Linked DNA regions of Pan troglodytes: region 1 is linked to region 2. A link is a contact called in public HiChIP or PLAC-seq data. All regions are on one chromosome and are shown on one strand. The core of a region is the stretch at or near the end of the contact, and the rest is flanking DNA. Distances in the headings are between cores, read along the strand shown. Region 1 holds the start of LSM11 (LSM11, U7 small nuclear RNA associated). Region 2 holds the start of FNDC9 (fibronectin type III domain containing 9).

The links. HiChIP or PLAC-seq counts read pairs in DNA pulled down with a chosen protein or histone mark.
Region 1: an H3K4me3 HiChIP or PLAC-seq map of stem cell-derived excitatory neurons shows a contact between it and region 2, with 8 times the contacts expected there. The contact joins the promoter of LSM11 here to the promoter of FNDC9 in region 2. A contact is called at or near these places in 1 of 7 Hi-C or Micro-C datasets (induced pluripotent stem cells) and 1 of 1 datasets of contacts at active chromatin or transcription factors (stem cell-derived excitatory neurons).

Annotation. Positions count from the first base shown.
Region 1 is chr4:155,425,961-155,431,232 of NHGRI_mPanTro3-v2.0_pri, reverse strand. LSM11 (LSM11, U7 small nuclear RNA associated) reads right to left here and starts at 2,467. Exons shown (of 4, transcript XM_001138531.7): 1 at 1,973-2,467. The coding sequence starts at 2,420.
Region 2 is chr4:155,033,877-155,039,223 of NHGRI_mPanTro3-v2.0_pri, reverse strand. FNDC9 (fibronectin type III domain containing 9) reads left to right here and starts at 3,914. Exons shown (of 2, transcript XM_001138114.8): 1 at 3,914-4,050. All of the region lies in intron 23 of CYFIP2 (cytoplasmic FMR1 interacting protein 2), which reads right to left.

The DNA of each region.
Region 1 (5,272 bases), core at 1,218-3,717, 390 kb before region 2:
TATCCAATCAGAGTTTGGAGTAGGCATATTTTTTTAAATTAAAACTGTGGCATACATATAAAACATACCTAGTTCTTTTTTCCCCCCCCTTCCAACTTTTGTTTTTGGATCAGGAGGTACACGAAAGGTTTGCTGCATGTGTAAATCGTGTGTCACTGGGGTTTGGTGCACAAATTATTTTGTCACCCAGGTAGTGATCATAGTACCCCATAGGTAGTTTTGTGATTCTCACCCTCCTCCCACCCTTCACCCTCAAGTAGGAACTCTTTCTTGAATGAATCCAATCCTCACCCATGTTTCTGTTGTTTTCTTGCTTTCTGAAGGTCATCAACTCTGTGCGACGTCAATGCCTTTCTCTCATGTACACCCAACTGTCTGCAGTGCCATGGTGAAAATTTTCAGTATGTAGGGCATAGTCTCTGAGATCTTGATTCCAGGGATATATACTTAATCATAAGAAGTTGACAAAGCTGGTCTTCACACACTGTCATACCATTACAGTAAAGTGCTCTATAGGGAAAGCTAAAACCACCCACTACATAGCAATACACAGGAATATTCCTTTCCCTTGACAATCTTGGTAGCAAAGTAATAACTGGTAAAATAGAAATAAATGTTGCAATGAGACTTGGAGTGCATTTCAACTACCTAATGGTGGCAAATTGCATAGGCAAATTAAGGTCCCCCAAACTGCTCTCATTTTGGGAACACGCATACTGTCTTTGTGTTACAGCCGGGCAAGCAGGCCGGGGTAAATCCTAGCTTGGGCAGGGATGCTGTGGCATGGTAAGACATCCAACAAAGGCACACGGAACAGCACATAGCGTTTCAGGATGTTCTCTCTTAATAAACAAATTTCTAGGAATGAAGCAAAACAGTCCCTTGCTTGGCACACCTCTCCATCCAAAAGACAGTGACTTAATAAGGTAACAATTTAATTATCAGGATACAGATGCTTTGAATGGCTAAGTAGGTCATTGTGTTCACAGGGCAGATGTCAGAACTGCTTGCCAGATGACAAAAGAGATAACCTTAGGCTGTTTTTATTCCATTTATACAAGACCTAACTCACACATTAGAGCCTCTGCTGTTTACAGCTTTACTCTAAGGATCTATGAGGAGGCTCCAAGAAATTCCCTTGTGCCATTTACACCTTTAGAACTTAAAATAACCTGCACATATGGTAATATGAGCCTGACAGACACAGTCCTGCACCCAGCCAGGCAGAGTGGCTGTAAAACAGCGTCTGTGTTTTAGTGGCATTCTGTGCCTGCTGCATTTCAGCACTTGTGACTTAATAATGTGAACATATGTGTATCAAGACCCTGCAGCCCTTCTGCTTATCGCACTCGAGAAGGAGCTGTCAATGTACAGGGGTTATGGGATTATGCGCCTGTGCTATCTGAACAGATCTCCCCACACTCCATCCGATCATCCTCAAATCCCACTGACCAAATACTCTCCTTCCCCTAATATTGGCTGTGCGCTCCCCCACGTCTCCCGTTTTCCGCCCCACCTTACCTCTCACTGTGGTCTCTAAGACCTCTCATCACCTCTGTAGACGTCCCTATGATGTCCCCCAAACTCTGTAGCCCCGCCACCTCTCCAGGTCCTCCATCAATCCTGTAGACCCTCTCGGCAGGCTCATCACCTCTGGGACCCTTCCATGGGCCCCGATTACCGCTGAAGACCTTTCCCACGGCTTCTTATCACCACTACAGCCTTACCACTCTCCCTCTGTTGCTCCTACAGCCCCTTTTCTTACTCAGGGTGACCCTCCCCAAGCCCTCATTACCCACATTACTCAAGCAGATCCACCCCATAGTCACTGATGATCCCCGCAAATTTTCACCAAGGCGCTCCCGCAATACGTGCAGACCCGCGCCCGGCCACCGCCGCCCCGCAGACGCCCCCTCGGCAGCCAGCTTCCGGACGGCGGCTGCCCCGCTTCCCGCCCGGCCCGCGGACTCACAGGGCATTCGCGTGAGCACGTTGCGTGGCGCCTTCCTGCTCCGACCCGGACCCCTCCGGCCCGCTCCTGCGGCCCCGTCCCCTTCCTCTTTGGCCACCATGAGACGGCGGAGGCGCTGGATGCGCTCGGGGTCCGGGGCGGGCGCGTCCGGGCGGCGGCGAGTCCTGCCCGAGGGCCCGGGCGCGGCGGGAACCCCAGAGCCCGCGGCCGCGCCCCGAGCCCGCCCGCGCCCGCGCCCGCCGCCCCGGACTCCGGTCCTGAGGAAGCTCTCGTACTCCGCCACGTTGTTGAAGCAGGGGGCATTGGGGTAGGGAATGGGAGGCAGGCGGGGCGCGTACAGGGCCAGCAGCGGGTCGAAGCTGTCAGAGCTGACATCCAGCCGCGGGCTGGGCGGGCGCGCGGGGCTCCCGGCGCCAGCCGACCTCGCCCCCCGCTCCCGCTCCTCCATGTTTGAAAGGCCCGCAAGCCGAGGCCGATGGGAAGAAGGAACGGAGCCGCCAGAGGGCGGCACTGCGCAGCCGCGGCGCGGGGTTGCACTGCGCCGACGCGGCCGCCGGAGGGCAGCACCTGTCCTCGTTCCACCCGGGCCGGGGGGCGTGGTACGCGGCTCCGACCAGCCCGCGCCTCGCACCGCCTCCTCCCATAGCTGACAAGTTAACGCTGTCGACTGCTGCTTGACCTGCTCCAGTGCAGTTTCCCCGTCTATATCATTATCACTTAGGGTGTTTGTTAATACTCTGGGTTCCCCGGGAATGAGCTCGGGATCGCATCCTAGCTTGAGCTGGCAGGAAATGTCTGGAGGAAGGCAATGAATGTCTCAGTTTGCTTCCATGCTGAGTACTACTGATAGGGTGGGAAGAATAGCCTACCTGGGCTCAAAGTATTTAGCGTGTTTCTCGTCTGAAATATGATATAAATAGCACCTACCTTATAGAACTGACCTCAGGATGGAGAGATACTGCCTACAGAGCTCATAATAGATGCATGTCAGCCAATACTGGGTGTCTGTCCTCCATTTCCTATACCCTCTGCATAAACAAATTTGTGCTTAGTATCAAAGAAAATTCATTATATCACTGTCTTTCTAAGCATTGCTAACCAATTGGAAGAAACGAAGATCCAGCTCTTGGAGAAAACTATGGAAAATTCCCAAGACCTGTGGTATGATCATCATACCACTTGCTACTTTATAGTCTCAGTTCGGCAAAATATTTTTTGGTTGATTTTTAAATGACAGTCTACTCTTCGCGGAAGGCCCAGATATAACCTTCTCATCCAGCAGAGCCAAAATGTTTCCACTCACCTACAGGCCACACATCACTTGCCCGTCACCACATTCTCAAACTGCCATCAACTAGTATTCTCTGTACTAGTTGCTTTGTGTACATTTCAGTTTCCTTAAGACTTAGGAAGTCCAAGAGAATACTGGAGAGTACCTTAGAGAGCAAGATGAAAATTAATATACAACTGTGAAATATACCTTGGGATGAATGCATACTACAGCGAAGACAAAACCATCAAGCAGGCCGGGCGCGGTGGCTCACGCCTGTAATCCCAGCACTTTGGGAGGCCGAGGCAGGTGGATCACGAGGTCAGGAGTTCAAGACCAGCCTGGCCAAGATGGTGAAACCCCGTCTCTACTAAAAATACAAAAAATTAGCAGGGCGTGGTGGCACGCGCCTGTAATCCCAGCTACGCCGGAGGCTGAGGCAGAGAATTGCTTAATCCTGGAGGGGCAGAGGTTGCAATGAGCCGAGATGGCGCCACTGCACTCCACCTGGGGTGACAGAGGGAGACTCCATCTCAAAAAAAAAACAAAAACAAAAACAAAAAACCATCAAACAGTGGCTTCTAATTAGTAGCAGTACAGGTTTCTTTATGGCACAGGTTTTGAGCCCAGCTTATCACTTTGTTCAAAACCTCCTGCCTGAATTAAAAACTCAAAGCTGCAGAACTGCTGGCAATTCAACAAATGAGTGCTCATCCCCACATCATATGGCAAAACTGAGTGATAGCCTTTATAGTGTCATTTAAGACCCACAGAAAGCACATTTCTCTGGGTGGTTTTCTTGAAAATTTGTACTCTAATGCCTACTTGTCTGTATTTTGATATAAAATGCTGTCAACTTACCATTAAGTTAAAATTGCCAATCAAGAGCTATATTATCTTACTTCCTTCCCACCCAGCCTATCACAGTATACCGAGGGCCTTGCTGCCCAAGGTGCTGTATATTGACAACCACACATATCAGAAGCCTTTGGGGCTAAAAATCAGATTGCTGGCTGGGCGTGATGGCTCACGCCTGTAATCCCAGCACTTTGGGAGGCTGAGGTGGGCGGATCACGAGGTCAGCAGTTCGAGACCAGCCTGGCCAATGTAGTGAAAACCCCCGTCTCTACTAAAAATACAAAAATTAGCCGGGCATGGTGGTGCGTGCCTGTAGTCCCAGCTACTCAAGAGGCTAAGGCAGGAGAATCACTGGAACCAGAGAGGCAGAGGTTGCAGAGCTGACAGAGCGAGACTCCATCTCAAAAAAAAAAAAAAGATTGTTGAGCTTCAAACCTTCCTGGGGGCTGGGAAGAGCCAAAAATGTGCATTTTAAACAAGCATTCCAAGTAATTTTTTTTTTTTTGCATCCAGAAGTTTGTGAACCACTGCTATGATGAGGGCATGTGTATCCTGGGCTACCCAGAGATATACACAAAAGTTAGATTTCATATAGTCTATTTGTCTAAGAAAAATAAATGAAAAAACAGGCCAAAGGAGTTGACATCTTTATTTCTTTCCTCAAAGAGATTTTAGCAATTACCAAACAAGAACCGTATCTCCTCTTTCTGTGGAGTGAGAACAGGAAGGGAAAAAATGGCATCGACAGATGGGTTGTCAATTAGTGAGGGATGAGGCCAGCCATCGCCCTTTCAAAAATACATGTTCTTCTTAGATGTAAATTCTGCAGTGCAAGACGAGGGACTGGGACACAGGCTGTCTCTTAATTTTTTTTTTTTTTAAGACAGTTTTGCTCTGTCACCCAGGCTGGAGTGCAGTGGCATGATTTCAGCTCACTGCACCCTCCACCTACCAGGTTCAAGCAATTATCCTGCTTCAGCCTTCTGAGTAGCTGGTATTGCAGGCACACGCCACCACGCCCAGCTAATTTTTCTACTTTTAGTACAGACTGGGTTTTGCCATGTTGGACGTGCTGGTCTTGGACTCCTGGCCTGAAGTGACCTACCTGCCTCAGCCCCCCAAAGTGCTGGGATTACAGGTGTGAGCCACCATGCCCAGCCATGTCTTTTTTT
Region 2 (5,347 bases), core at 2,665-5,164:
ACACATGTTTATAGCAGCACAATTCGCAAATGCAAAAATATGGAACCAGCCCAATGCCCACTAATCAATGAGTGGATAAAGAAAATGTGGCATGTATACATCATGGAATACTACTCAGCCATAAAAAGCAATGAAAAAACGGCATTTGCAGTAACCTGGATGGAGTTGGAGACCATTATTCTAAGTCAAGTAACTCGGGAATGGAAAACCAAACATGATTATGTTCTCACTTGAGTGGGAGCTAAGCTATGAGGACAGAAAGGCATTAAGAATGATACAATGAATTTTGGAGACTCAGAAGGGTGGGAGGAGGGAGAGGGATAAAAGACTACACATTGGGCATAGCGTATACTGCTCGTATGATGGGTGCACCAAAATCTCAGAAATCACCACTAAAGAATTAATCTACGTAACCAAAAACCACCTGTTCCCCCAAAATTTATTGAAATAAAAAAAACTGAAATAACTGAAATAAGTAAATAAATAAATAAATACATAAAGTGAGGGAATTTGGCCAGGCGCGGTGGCTAATGCCTGTAGTCCCAGTACTTTGGGAGGCCAAGGTGGGTGGATTGCTTGAGCCCAGGAGTTCGAGACCAGTCTGGGCAACACGGTGTGGGGAGGATGCTTTTTTTTTTTTTTTGAGATGAAGTCTTCCACTGTCGCCCAGGCTGGAGTGCAGTGGTGCGATCTTGGTTCACTGCAATGGGAGGGTGCTTTTATGCTCTGTGGGGACTCACCACTAGCTCTTGGGAAGAGGCATGCTGTATGCATTGCTGCAGATTTAAGACAGGCCCCTAGGAAGACTGAATGCCATGGGAAAGCCATAGAGCACCTATCTGATCTCATATCTACTAAAAATACAAAAATTAGCCAGGTGAGGCGGGGGGCAGTGGCTCATGCCTGTAATTCCAGCACTTTGGGAGGCTGAGGTGGGTGGATCACCTGAGGTCAGAAGTTCAAGACCAGCCTGGCCAACATGGTGAAACTCTGTCTCTACTAAAAATATAAAAATTAGCTGGGCATGGTGGTGCACACCTGTAGTCCCAGGTACTCGGGAGGCTGAGGCAGAAGAATCACTGGAACCCGGGAGGCAGAGGTTGCAGTGAGCCGCAATTTTGCCACTGCATTCCAGCCTGGGCAACAGAGCGAGACTCCATCTCAAAAGTAATAATAATTAGTCAGGGGTGGTAGTGCACACCTGTAGTCCTAGCTACTTGAGGGGGCTTAGGCAGGAGGATCTCCTGAGCCTTGGGAGGTCAAGGCTACAGTGAGCCATGACTGTGCCACTGCACTCCAGCCTGGGAATTCCAGGGCATGCTCTGTGAGCCACTCACTTTCCCCATGTGCCAATCCAGCTTTGGGAATGGGGCTTGCCCCATGTTATCCCTTCACTGCCACCTTCAGGAAGGGTGGAAGAACCTTGCTCCTAGCTGATTTCCTCTAGCAGTAATTTACTACTGATGTCAACTAGCTGGGGCTCACCTGGCCTGATAGCGAAGAGGCTACAACTTGCACAGACTCTGGAGGAATTGTCCCTGATGATGGAGAAAGTGTGAGCCTGGCTGAGGTGTAATGTCCTGTGGCAGGTGTCCCAGATACTTTATCTCCTTCACAAACGGCTGCACTGGCTCCTCTGGGTGCTGCTGGTGAGCGGTGACAGCTCAGAGGAGCGGGATGAACCCTGGCCTCCGAGTCTGGGGCCCCACCCCATTTCACTGGCAGCTCTGCCACTCATCAGTCAAGCGGCCTGAGGAATGCCATGTCTTCTCCCAGGACTGTGAAACAAGAGGGCTTGGAGGCCTCACATTCTCTGAGTATCTTAATTCCACAGAGGAAAATTTCTCATGGTTAAAAATGTCATCCAAGAATATTAAAAATAAATTCCAATTTTCTGTGGAAAAAGGCTTGAGTTCTACCTTGTTCCTCCTCAGACCCCTTAACTCTGGTATTTTTACTCCCCGCAAAATAACCTTTTCAAAGGGCATCCGCAAACAGCTGCGTGGCCTTTCTGTGGGGAGGATGCTTTTATGCTCTGTGGGGACTCACCATTAGCACTTGACCTGGCTGTGCTCGCATGGGAAGAGACATGCTGCATGCATTGCTGCAGATTTAAGACAGGCGCCTGGGAAGACTGAATGCCATGGGCAAGCCGCAGAGCAACTTTCTGATCAAGGAACACTGGCTTGTTCCCGAGTTCCCGAGACTCCAAGCCTCCCGGAGATCTTTGGCCAAGGGTAGGGTCACAACTCACCAAGGCGGCTCTTTTTTTTTTTTTTTTCCCAAGGGAAAAAGTCTTTCTATGTTACCCAGGCCGGTCTGGAACTCCTAAGCTCAAGTGATCCTCCCACCTCAGCCTCCCAAGTGGCTGGGACGACAGGTGCACACCACTGCCGCTGTGCCTGGCTTTCTTTCTAACCTTTTATCATTAATGTGAATCAGAAAGAGACCTTCATGAGTTAACTTGGATACTTTGGCCAAGAACCAAGAAGAGAAAAGCTGACTTTTAAAAACATATAATTTGTATAAATTTATTCAGGTCTACATCTATCTGAGCTACTTTCCACCCTCTATTCCAGACACACCCTGTGATCTCCTCAATAGAATGGTGGCAATAGGTTCTTACAAGGTTGAAAGGAACAGGAAGGGATGGAACCTCAAAGCCAGACAGCCCTTTATGAGAAAAGGGGAGGCAAGCAGTCTGGATTCTTGAAAGGAAGGGAACGCTGGGGATGATTCAATCCAGGAGTAGCAAACAGTTTCCATTTCTGGCGTCAACTCCAACTGATTGATTGGGAAGCAGTTTCTTGGGACGCTTGTGTTCAGAGGAACTCTGGGGCTGTTTCTGCACCCAGCTGCAAGCAGTGCTGCATTAGATTCCTAGGGTTGCTATCACAAATTACCATAAATGTGGCAGCTTAACATGACAGAAATTTATTCTCTCACAGTTCTGGAGACCAGAAGCCTGAAATCAAGGCTCTGGCAGAACCACGCCCTCTCCAAGGCTCTAGGGGAGAATGTTTCCTTGCCTTCCCAGCTGCTGATGGCTCCCGGTGTTCCTTGGCTGATGGCAGCATCCTTCCACTCTCTGCCTCTGTCTTCCCTTGGCTTCTTCCCCTTGAGCCTCTCTGTCTTTTCTCTTACAAAGACATTAGTCATTGGATTTAGGGCTCACCCTTAAATCCAGGAAGATTTCATCTTGAGATCCTTAACTAGTTATATCTACGAAGGCTCTATTTCTAAATCAGGTCACATCCTAAGGTTCTGGATGGATATGTATTTTGGGGGGGCATTATTCAACCCAGTGAGAGTGCCATGATGGTTTAGCAAGCTTGACAGGGGTTCAGGGCTGTGCAGGGATAGGGCTCAGGTCTTCTGCCTTCTGATCTGCCATCCTGATGTAGCCCAAGCCCACAGCTTTACAGATGATGGTGGAACTGAGACTCAGACAATAAAAATAAAAGGGTGTTGACCAGTACCATATAACTACGTAACGGCACACGAGTCAAGAATAAAGAAAGATGAAGATAAAGAGGTGGGGTAGGCAGTTGGGATGGGGAAGTGTAGGAGTGGGAGGGGATGAAGATGAATATTACTGCTTTGGGTGTGGAATAACTGAGAAGAGCATCTTTGCATTTAAAACCACTGGCCAAAGAGGATCTAGATGGGACAAGAAAATAATAACCAGCCAACTGGGGAGAAAATGTAGGAGTGTTAGAAGAATTAGTACCGCACTGGGGACCAGTTTTCAGGGCATCATCTGCCCTTTTTCAGCCAAAGGAATGAGAGCTCCTCTCACTGGGCAAAAGCCTTTCCAGGCTGGTCCCTGAAAGCATCGTGCGTACAGATGCCTGCTGGTTGCCATGGTGAATGATGCTGATCTGAAGAAATGAATAATGTGAGCATTAGGGGCGGCAGTGGGATTACTCAGTGTTGAGAGAAACAACACGGAAAGCCCAGAGCGGAGGAGGGAGAAGGCACCATTCTCTCAGCTTTAATCTACTGCACCTCGGAGGGCAGAGCTCTAACCAGACACGCTGCAAGCATCAGGTAAGACATATAGATGGCTCTTCTTGGAAATGGAAATGGCTTCTTTTCACACTCTGCTTGGAGAAGGGCCGGGCAAATGAATAGTTAAAAATAGGGGAGAATTTAGAAACGGAAACAGAGGAAGAAAAATCAATAAGGGAGATGGACCTGGTCCTAAAAGGTGAGGATGCTATTTGCGTCTTGACAGAAAGCTCTTAAAAATGTCTGCTGAGGTAATTCCATCTGTACAGACAGCTAGTGGCAGATAGGAAGCCAAGAGAACATTTATGCGTGACAAGAAACAGGATTCCTGATTACTCCTGATGGAAAGGTTTTACACAGGTGGCTGCCTATAATGAATTAACCTCTTTCCATCGTGGTCGAAAGTGTATTTATAGTGATGTGTGGTGTGGGGAGGATGAGTGTGTAGAGGACACCAAGCTAGGAAACATAAACATTCGGTCTCCTTCATGATGACCTTCCCTGGAAGGGTCTGAGCACATCTGTCTCATCCCTTTCGTTCCCCATTTACTGGGAAGAAATATTCAGCCACATAGAAAGACACTATTCACCTTCCTGAGTATCTTAGTTCACTGTTACCCTTACAGAAGAAAACCAAGGATTAAGAAATTACTCAATGCTGTGCACCTTTCTGCAGCTCCACTCCTGGAGGAAAATGGGCACAAACACAAGAGGATGGGGGAAAGCAGAGGTGAGAGAAAGGCAGGTCATAATAGCCATTGGTTTGGCTTAATATCCAATGCAGGCGAAAATCCAGTTGACAGCTGTTTACTATGTCACTGCAACCCAAAATGAAACCTACGGGGTTTCATGTGAGGGAGGAGAGGCGGAAGACAAAGCAGGGTGAGACCGTTATGTGAATATGCGTAGGCTAACTATGACTGTCTCTGTATTTCTGATCAGGGGCAATCAGTAGAGGGAACTGCATGAGAGAAACTAAAATACTTGAAGATGGCTCTCTCTTATCAAAGCGGGGCCTGGCAATCTAAAGAGGGCTCATTTGATTTGTCTGGAAAAACAGCAACTGGGTCTCAGTCCTGGCACCTCATTTTGCGATAACGTCTGTAACTAAACCCGGCAGCCTTGCATTAGGAAATGTAGTGGTTAGGCGGCACTAAGTCCTTTTTCTATGTATTAGCAGTGTGACATCAGGTTGCTCATCCGTAAAATGGGAATCTAGCTCAGAGGATGTGATGAAGAATAAAGGAAATTAATTACTGCCTGTGAATCATCTAGCATGACAAGTGACATAGCAACCACTTACTGTGAGTGGTTATTACCATGATTAACATTCATA